Regions from separate parts of the Sus scrofa genome. Here region 2 is linked to region 1. The links are chromatin contacts, called in public HiChIP or PLAC-seq maps. All regions are on one chromosome and are shown on one strand. Each heading gives the region's core, a stretch centred on a gene start, on an enhancer-like site or on the middle of the called end of the contact. The rest is flanking DNA. Distances are from core to core; before and after follow the strand shown.

What was found. HiChIP or PLAC-seq counts read pairs in DNA pulled down with a chosen protein or histone mark.
Region 2: a contact with region 1 is called in an H3K27ac HiChIP or PLAC-seq map of skeletal muscle, with 16 times the contacts expected there. The contact joins the promoter of HSPB7 here to the enhancer-like site in region 1. A contact is called at or near these places in 1 of 5 promoter capture datasets (fetal skeletal muscle), 18 of 47 Hi-C or Micro-C datasets (adipose tissue, alveolar macrophages, embryonic fibroblasts and 12 more) and 2 of 2 datasets of contacts at active chromatin or transcription factors (alveolar macrophages and skeletal muscle).

The regions. Positions count from the first base shown.
Region 1 is chr6:74,967,987-74,972,766 of Sscrofa11.1, reverse strand. No RefSeq gene overlaps it. Among named protein-coding and RNA genes, the nearest start is that of FBLIM1, 41 kb to the right of the region's middle. Within about 2 kb of position 1,881, at least 60 of the 83 cell types and tissues checked have an H3K27ac peak or open chromatin away from gene starts, as enhancers often do. A contact at or near this core is called in adipose tissue, alveolar macrophages, embryonic fibroblasts and 7 more, where this site is marked.
Region 2 is chr6:75,172,050-75,176,829 of Sscrofa11.1, reverse strand. HSPB7 (heat shock protein family B (small) member 7) reads left to right here and starts at 1,912. Exons shown (of 3, transcript NM_001243388.1): 1 at 1,912-2,211; 2 at 2,735-2,868; 3 at 4,475-4,780. The coding sequence starts at 2,016. The coding sequence ends at 4,654.

The DNA of each region.
Region 1 (4,780 bases), core at 632-3,131:
TCCCCCGTTAGTTATGTATTTATTTGGGGGCCCCAACCATGGCAAATGAAAGTTCCCAGGCCAGGGATCAAACCCACATCAAAGCAGCCATTCGAGCCACTGCAGTGACAACGCTGGATCCTTAACCTCTGGTGCCGCAAGAGAACTCCCCCTCCTCGGCCGCCCCCATCCCACTTTATTTATTTTGGCTTTTTAGGGCCTCATCCGCTGGATATGGAGGTTCCCAGGCTGGGGTCGAATCGGAGCTACAGCTGCCGGCCTTCATGCCAGCCACAGCAATGCCAGATCCTTAACCCACTGAGTAAGGCCAGGGGTTGAATCCGCAACCTCATGGTTCCCAATCGGATTCGTTTCCGCTGCGCCAAGACAGGAACTCCCCCATCCTCCTTTAAATCCATGACCTGAGTCCTGAGTGGGCCCTTGATGCTGCTCAATATCAAGGTCATCCACTCCCCTTGACTATGGACCCTTTTCTCAGTGAAATGGGGACATCGATGATCCTGCCCCTGGAGCTGTTTGCTATATTAGCACTGCCACATGGTAGGCCTTCAATCAGTGACAGCCACTGGGGACATTATCTCTGGTCCTCTGTCCAGGAGCTCCCTGGTGACCTGGTCTCCAAAGAGGCTGTCCCTGCAGTCATTACTTTGTTCCACTGGCTGGGCAGCCACAGGTTCTTTGCCACCTGGGATCCTTCTGTGGATGGGGGAGGGGACGTGGCTGGGGGCGGGAGGGGGAGGGCTGTGCTCAGAGCAGGCAGGCAGAGGGAAGGCTGTGACCGCCTGCAGCCCAGGTCCACGTGATGGGTGGAGAATGAGTCAGCCCCAAATGGAAACTTACCAGGGCCTCAGAAAGGGAGTGTGGAGGAGTTGGGGGAGTGCAGACAGCCGGCACCCCGAGCCTGGACCTGCAAGGAGGAGGGCCGCCCCCAGGAACCCAGGCTGCGCCTCCCCCCAAGGTGCTGAGCTCAAAGCCCAGAGGAAGGAGGAAGTGTGAGCCTTGCTCCCGTGACTCACTTCGTCCCTCGGGGCAAAAGTCAACTCTCACCCCTGCAGGAAGCTCACCCGCCTTCCCCTCCCCTGAGGGGATCCTCCGCCCTGGGTCAGCCTGTTCAAAACACTGACCTAATTCTTCCACCCACACCCTTCGCTCCTCCACCTTGAGATGTTTGCAGACACCTGCCTGGGTCCACAAGCAGGTCTTGGGAGATCATGGAGACAGCTGGAGGGGGTGGGAAAGCCCTGTTCTGGAAGTCAGGACACCTGGGCATGATGCTACCTGCTGTGTGAGCCTGGCAGGACGCACACCCTCTCTGGGCTCTAGTCTCCACTTCTGTGCGAATAGGCAGTTGCACTCAATGTGTTCTGGTTCCCGGCTCCGGAATTCCACCAGGGCTTGGGGTTCCTGCACCTGGCTATTGCCTTCAGGGTTTCAGTCCCACCCTCTGCACACAGCCCTGGAGGTCCTTTCCGACTTGGTCCTACCCTGGACTGGATCTCATCCTCGCCCCTTCTCGCACCCCCAGCAACATGCAAATGCCCCACTCAGAGAGCAAACACCTGGAATGCTCTGGAACAGCACCTGACTGGCAGATCCCCACTCATCCTGCAGTGGATGTCATGCTCTCTCCAGTTTTCTTGTCCTGACCTGTCAGCTGTATGCATCTCTTCCTCATTAAACTGAGTTCTGTGCCATGGGCAGTGACCGGCACACAGAAGGGGTCAAAGAATATTTTATGAATGAATGAACAAACAAATGCATGAGCTGGAAGCTCCTGGCCAGCCAGGTCCTTTGTTTGTCTTTTCCACGTGGCGCTAGGGGCAGGCCACCCGAGTTCTGCCCTGCCCAGGGGTTGGGGAGAGGGTGCTCGTTGAGAGGTGTAGGTTTTCAAGGGAGGTTCCAGCTGGGCTCAGCCAGGCCACAGCCCTGAGCTGCCTGGCCCATGACTCACATCCCCAAGCAAAGCTTTCATAACCCTCCCCGGCCTTTCTGGACCTGCCTTCTGAGCAGGCCTTCAGACTAATACCTCTCAGGTTTCTCTCTAGCTCCAGCCAGTCTCTGCCTGGGAACTTGAACTTTGCAACAGCCGCCCACCCCCCTCCCACCCCGGTTTTAAAGGACCAGATCAAGATTCCTGGGCTCTATTGTATTTTCTTTCCTGAGGAATTTGTGTTCTGTTTACAGAATGGAAAAACATTGCCACCCACACTGGCTCAAGGTCATCCTGATTTTTTGAGATCCCTCATTTGGCATCTGCTTGCTGTCTGCTGGGGTGGAGAGGAGCCCTAGCCCTCCCCCCACGGCACCCTAAGACTCCCAGGCCACCAGGGTTGGGGAATGCTAGCCTCAAAGCTTTGTTTACACTGCCAGTCTGGCCAAAGCCATGTAGGGCCACCAGGGGCTTGCTCCAGTCCTGAGAACAATTGAGAACCATCAGGAATCCCCATAAATTGGGCTGGGGTTCCCCACCTTACCTTCCCTGCCTTCTCCTCCATCCATGGAACCCCTCCTCCTTTTCCAGACGCTGCCCCCCGCCTCAAACAGTGCCCTTTGCAGAAAAGCATTCAATGGCTTCCTTTGTCCTGTGTCCTCTTGTCAATGGTGGGCAGTGACTCCTGGAACTCACAGGCTTCTCTTTTTCCAGTTACATTTTATTGTTTTATTTCTTTTATTTTATTTATTTTTGGTCTTTTTAGGGTTGCACCCATGGCATATGGAAGTTCCCAGGCTAGGAGTCGAATAGGAGCTATAACTGCTGGCCTACACCACAGCCACAAGGTCAGATCCAAGCCTCCTCTTCGACCTACACCACAGCTCACAGCAACACCAGATCTCTAACCCACCACGTGAGGTCAGGGATCCGACCCACGTCCTCATGGATACTCGTTGGGTTTGTTACCACTGAGCCACCACAGGAATTCCCTTCTAGTTACTTTTAAAAATAATATATATTTTTCTTTTTTGCTACAGCTTGCAGCATCTTTTTTTTTTTTTTTTTTTTTTTTTGTCTTTTTGCTATTTCTTGGGCCGCTCCCGCGGCATATGGAGGTTCCCAGGCTAGGGGTCTAATCGGAGCTGTAGCCACCGGCCTATGCCAGAGCCATAGCAACACGGGATCTGAGCCGCGTCTGCAACCTACACCACAGCTCACGGCAACGCCAGATTGTTAACCCACTGAGCAAGGGCAGGGATCGAACCTGCAACCTCATGATTCCTAGTCGGATTCGTTAACCACTGCACCACGACGGGAACTCCAGCTGCAGCCCCTTAATGTGGGATCTCAGTTCTCAGACCAGGGATTGAACCCAGGCTGCATCAGGTAAAACAATGGGTCTTAACCATTACACTGACCACCAGGGAGCTCCCCAATAATAAATGTTTAATTTTGGAATAATTTTAGATTTCCAGAAATGTTACAAAGATCACACGGAGAGTGTACCTTACACACTTCACCAGTTTCCTTTCTGATAACAGCTTGTTGGCTTTTGGTTTTTTATTTGGGCTTTTTTTTTTGGCCAAGCCCATGGCATGAGGAAGTTCCTGGTCCCCAGATTGAACCCAAGCCGCAGCAGTGACAATGCCAGATCCTCAACCTGCTGAGCTACCTGGGAATTCTTCTTTTTTAATAATCACTATTTTTTTTTTTTTCTTTTTTGACCACCCCACGGCATATGTTGTTCCCTGGTCAAGGATTACAACTACAGTAACACTAAATCCTTAACTCACTGTGCCAGGCCGAGGATCGAACCTGGGTCCCAGTGCTTCCAAGAAGCTGCTGATCCCATTGTGTCACAAGGGGAACTCCGATAACATCTTACATAACTATGGCTCCTTTGTCTAAATGAGGAAACCAACAAGGGTACAAAACTATTCACTCAACTCCAAACTTTGTCCGATTTCACCAGTTTTTCCACTAATATCCTTTTTCCATTCCAGGATCCAATTCAGAGAACCACATCACTTTTAGTCATGTGCTATTTGTGATGATGAAAGTATAATAATCTCCATTTTACAGATGAAGGAAGAAGAGATTGGAGAAGGAGGCGAAAGCAGAGGAAGAGAGAGAGGAGGGTCTGGTATTTGGTAGTGAATCCACCTGTGCTGGGACCTGAGCCTTTGTTTTTCCTCGTTGAAGGGGTCATAGGTAATTACTTGCCGGCAGGTGTGAGGATGAAAGAAGATATGTTTATGGGTACCTACCATCCTCGAGATGGTAGCTGTATTATTGTCAGCATCATCATTACTGAGGAGCCCGGATCTCTTCTTGTGGTTTTTTTGTTTTGTCTGGCCAAGCCCTGGGCATGTGGAAGTTCCCGGGCCAGGGATCAAATCTGCAGCCACAGTAGTGACAATGCCAGATCTTTAACCCACTGAGCCACCAGGGAGCTCCCCAAGTTCTTGTTAGGGGTTATGGTTATGTCTAGAGGAGGCCCTGCCCCTCTTTACCAGGAGAGGGGCCCTTGTTTGAACCAGGCCTTAAAGATTGAGAGTTAGAGGAGTTTCTGCTGTGGCTCAATAGGTTAAGAACCCAACTAACATCCATGAGGATTTGGGCTCAATTCCTGGCCTTGCTCAGTGAATTAAGGACCCAGCGTTGCTGCAAGCTGTGACATAGGTCACAGATGCAGCTCGGATCCAGTGTTGCTGTGGCTGTGATGTAGGCCTGGCAGCTCCAGCTCCAATTTGACTCCTAGCTTGGGGACTTCCATATGCTGCAGGTGCAGGGAAGAAAGAAAGAAAGAAATGAAGGAAGGAGGGAGGGAGGAAGGAAGGAAAGAAA
Region 2 (4,780 bases), core at 663-3,162, 200 kb before region 1:
GCCTTTGGGATGGGGGAGGGGAGGAATGGTGGGCGGGGGTGGGTAATGAGATCTGACGTCCAGGAGCAGTGACTCAGGCCCTCAGCATCGTGACCGTGTGTCTGCATTTAGCCACTGGCTCCTGTTTCCCTGGCGGGCGGCAGGCTTCTGGGACCCCACCCCCTCCACCACCCTCTCTCCATCTCACCTCAATGCTGGTAACTTCCTGGCAGCTCTCCTGGAAGCCCCCTTGGCCAGAATGGGTGACACAGGCCAGGCAGGAATCTCCACTGTGGGACAGACCCCTCTTGCTCCAGCTCCACCCTGGCCCCACCTCCTGGACCATCAGCTCCAGTAATTACCCCTGGAGATGGAGTTCTGTGGGAGCCAGAGAGAAGAGGGACACTCCCCCCTTCAGGGACCCCCAGCCTAATGGGGAGACAGGCAGGCCCCCGCCCCAGGGAACTGCCAGTCTGACAGGGGAGAGAGGTCACGGCAGAGGACACAGGAAAACCACGCCACACTCAGGTGCCAGGCTGGGCAAACATTGCCAGTACGTCAGACATCTGGGCAGGACCCCCTGTGTGGGCTGAAGCCATCCGAGAGGCCTCCCTGGGGGAAGAGGAACCAGAGCTGATCTGGGGAGGAAGGGCAGGATTTGGAGAGAAGAGCAGAGGCCCCAGGAACCTCCCAGAATAGCCCTCCCCCGCTTCACCCCTTTGGTCCTGCATGATGTCAATCCTGGCTCCACTGGTCCGTGGGTGGGCACAGGAGGGGCTTCTCAGGGTGTTCCAGGCCAGCCAGGCTCCCTACATGAATATTCAGGTCACCCTGGCCTCCTGGAGAGTTTGGATCAAACACGTTTGTGTTCAAATCCCAGCTCTGCCCCTTACCCACGTGCAAGCCCCAGGCTCTCTGTGAGGCTCCATTTCCCTGTCTGTAAAATGGGAAGAAAGAACATCCCCTTCCCAAGAAGGGAGAGGATCAGATGAGGCCCACCTGGAGCCTGGGCCCAGCAGGCACCTCAGGAGTCACAGCTGGAACCACTGTCTTGTGGGGGCCTCCTTCCCCTCTCTCTGCTGAAGCCCTGCCCCCTGCCACCCCCCACATCTCCCCTGAGCTGGAGGTCAAGCGGACCATTCCTAGGAATGTAAGTTTTTAGGTTGCTACCAACCTTTACAGAACTCTCTGCTCTCCTCCCCTGGGTCCAGCCCAACCACCAGCCCTGCCTGAGCTTTCTCGTCTTGGGTCCGTTAATGTTTCCAGAGTCGGGGGGAGGGGGAGGGGGGACAATTATGAAATCTGGGTCCCCGGAGGGGCTGCCAGGGCAACAGTGGCACCTTCTCCACCCCCTCCCCCAACTCAGGGCTGTCTCCGTCCTTCCTAAGAGATGGCTGTGAACATCGCCTGTCCTGCAGGATGAACCCCTCACCTCCCACAGGGGTCCAGCAGGTGGGGGTCCTCTACGCCCCTCTGACCTCTTGACTTGCATTTCCTGTCCTCCCCAGAGTCAGAGGCTTGGGCCCCTCTGTCCTGATCACCTGCCACCCAGATCCCTCTCACCAAGGGCTAGAACTCTGGGGGAGACAGGACAGGAAAGAGAGAAAACCATGTCTTCAAGGAGCTTGCCGTCTGATGGGGGAGACAGAGACAGAAAGCCTGCACACACAAGGTCCCGGGGCAGGGGGGCAGGGGTCTGAGTGGCAAGGGAACAGCATGGGCCCCCACCTCGTTGCCCTGGGAGGCCCCCCATGCGGAGTTATCAGCCTGGAATGCTGGACTGTGAGCTCAGCCTCACAGGCAGCCTGGGCCGAACTGTCAGCAGGGCCGTCTCACTGGAGAAGATTTCCAGCTCCTCTGGGCCATGGAGAGGACTAAATTTAGCTGGTAGACAAGGGGCTGGCCCTGCGCCCAGGGACGGTCGGGCCTTATAAAGCACCGCCGGCCAGGGCCCCGCATGCTCCCCCAGAGCTGGCTGTCCGCACCCTCTCCTGTCCGCCCCTGCGCCCAGCCCGGGCCCGGCCGCCTGCCCGTGGATGAGCCACAGGACTTCCTCCACCTTCAGAGCGGAGAGAAGCTTCCATTCCTCCTCTTCTTCCTCCTCCTCCTCGTCCTCCTCGGCCTCCCACACCCTCCCGGCCCAGGACCCACCCATGGAGAAGGCCTTGAGCATGTTTTCCGAGGATTTTGGCAGCTTCATGCGGCCCCACTCAGAGCCCCTGGCCTTTCCAGGCAAGTGCTTGGGGGCGCTGTGGGGGAGGGGAGGCACACGGGGGAGGGGACACCTGCTCCAGGCCACCACCCCATGCAGCTGCGGCTGCTGAGCTGCTAGGAACAGGTGCTGCACAGCTGCAGGGCCACCAGGACAGATGTGGCCCCAGGCAGGCCTCCCAGGAAGCGCTCTGGCCTGGGGGTCAGCTAAGGTGCCAAGGGCCAAAGGCCCTGTGGCCAGGCCCTCTCTGGAGCCCCGGAGAGCTGCATGTGTTGGGGGGGCGGGCAAGGTGCATCCCCAGTCCAGGCCTGGGACGAGTGGCTATGGACAGTGTCATATACCGGTGCCGAGTAAGGCCCTTCCCCACCTTGGGAGAGGTGGCTTTCGAGAAATGAGGAGGGACGGCCAGGGCAGCTGAGGAGCCACAGTTGAGAGGGAGGTCAGGCCTGGGGGGCCGCCCCTTCCCCAAGGAGAAGGAGCCAGAAACCTTCCTCCTGGGTGCCAGCCTGCCCTGTGCTCAGCTCACAGCAGCCCTCCCCACAGCCCGCACCGGGGGGCCTGGCAACATCAAGACCCTGGGCGATGCCTACGAGTTTGCAGTGGACGTGAGTGACTTCTCACCTGAAGACATCATTGTCACCACCTCCAACAACCACATTGAGGTGCGAGCTGAGAAGGTGAGCCCGCCCCCTCCCCTAAGACTGGGGGCTCCGCACAGGTACCTTCTGTCCAGCATCCCCACTCTCATGTCCCATCCTGGGACCTTGCACCCTAACCAGTGCCCCCTAAAACTTCAGGACAAACTGGGGGCCTTGCTCCTGTAGCCACGGGGCCCCCTTTACTGCCGCTCTCTGCCTGGAGGCTTCCAGATCCTCCTTTAAATTTTATTTTATTTTTGAAGTGTAGCTGATTTACACTGTTGCATTCCCAGATCCTTTCTTCAGGAGCCCAGGGCAGCAGAAGAAGCCACAGGGGATGGGGGGCGGCGGGAGGAGGCAGAGGGTGGGGCACCTGAGGCTGGGAGGAGAGGGGAGGTGAGAGGAGGTGAGAGGTAAGAAGGGGAGGTGAGAGGAGGTGAGAAAGGGAGGTGAGAGATGAGGAGGTGAGAGGTGAGAAGAGGCAGGAGAGATGAGAAGGGGCAGTGAAAGATGAGAAGGGGAGGTGGAGTTCCCGTCGTGGCGCAGTGGTTAACGAGTCCAACTAGGAACCATGAGGTTGCGGGTTCGATCCCTGCCCTTGCTCAGTGGGTTAACGATCTGGCGTTGCCGTGAGCTGTGGTGTAGGTCTAAGATGCAGCTCAGATCCCACGTTGCTGTGGCTCAAAAAAAAAAAAAAAAAAAAGAGAGAGAGAGGGGGACGTAAGAGGAGGTGAGAGATGAGAAGGGGGGGTGAGAGGAGAGCTCTTCCCTCAGGTGTGTGGTCAGGTGGGGGGCTCACCTGGGCGGCTAGGGGGAAGGAGCTCCCCCATGGGACAGCCCTCAAGCCGTCTTCCCTCTTGGACCCCAGAATGGAGCTCAAGGCTAGGCAGCAGCCCTGCAGTTCAAGGTCACACACACTCCAAACCCCACAATTCTTCTGCCCATGGATCTCAGGGTCACTGTGTCACTAGGGCCTCTACGTCCTAACTCCCAGGAGACTTGCACCCTCGAGGAGGGTGTGGCCCTGGCTGAGGAGGGGGGCTGCCCCCAGCGGGTTAGAGCCACAGCTGCTCCTTAGAGAAGAGGGTAGGCCCAAAGCTACCCCACCGGACAGCCCAGCTTCTTTCTCCAGCATGGGAGGATGCCCTGCACCTCCATCGGGGAAGCCAGGGACTATGGGCACCAGGACCAGTGGGCAGCATGTGGCAGCCCTGCCACCCCCACCAGTGACTCAGCCGCCCCAGGCTCTTCTGGACACCATGTGCTGGCTGGGTCGTGGGGGAGGGGCTGCCAGCCCAGCCCCGGAGGTGGACACCAATGTGTCTGGGTATCCAGGAGGGCTCGGCTCTGCTCTGTGCCTTCTCCTGTCACACAGGAGCCCCAGATTCTGCCACCAAGCCTCCTCTCCTTCGGAGCTCCCCCACCAACCCCTTGCCTTTCCCCTGGGACCACTGGAGCGCCGCTGAGCATCTTTGCGCCCATCCTACCCTGGCCAGCCCCTAGGCAGGGCCTCTGCACCTAAGAGCAGAACCTCTCAGCACATGGGAGCCCAGCTGGGGTTAGACGGCGCAGCCGGGGCTGCGGCCTGTCGTGAGCAGTACAAGGGTGGGGGCCAGCCTGCCCTGACCCATCACCCCTTCCCCAGCTGGCAGCTGACGGCACCGTCATGAACACCTTTGCTCACAAGTGCCAACTGCCAGAGGATGTGGACCCCACATCGGTGACCTCGGCCCTGCGGGAGGACGGCAGCCTCACCATCCGGGCCCGGCGCCAACCACACACGGAGCACGTCCAGCAGACCTTCCGGACGGAGATCAAAATCTGAGGGCCCTCCCCTCCCCGGCCCTGCCCCCACCGCCCTCTCCTCTCCCCCACTGGGCTGCTAGAGAGGCTTTCCTGCCCCCCTTGTGACAGCTTCCGGGACATCTCAGCCTGGGTTCCAGGCCCTGAC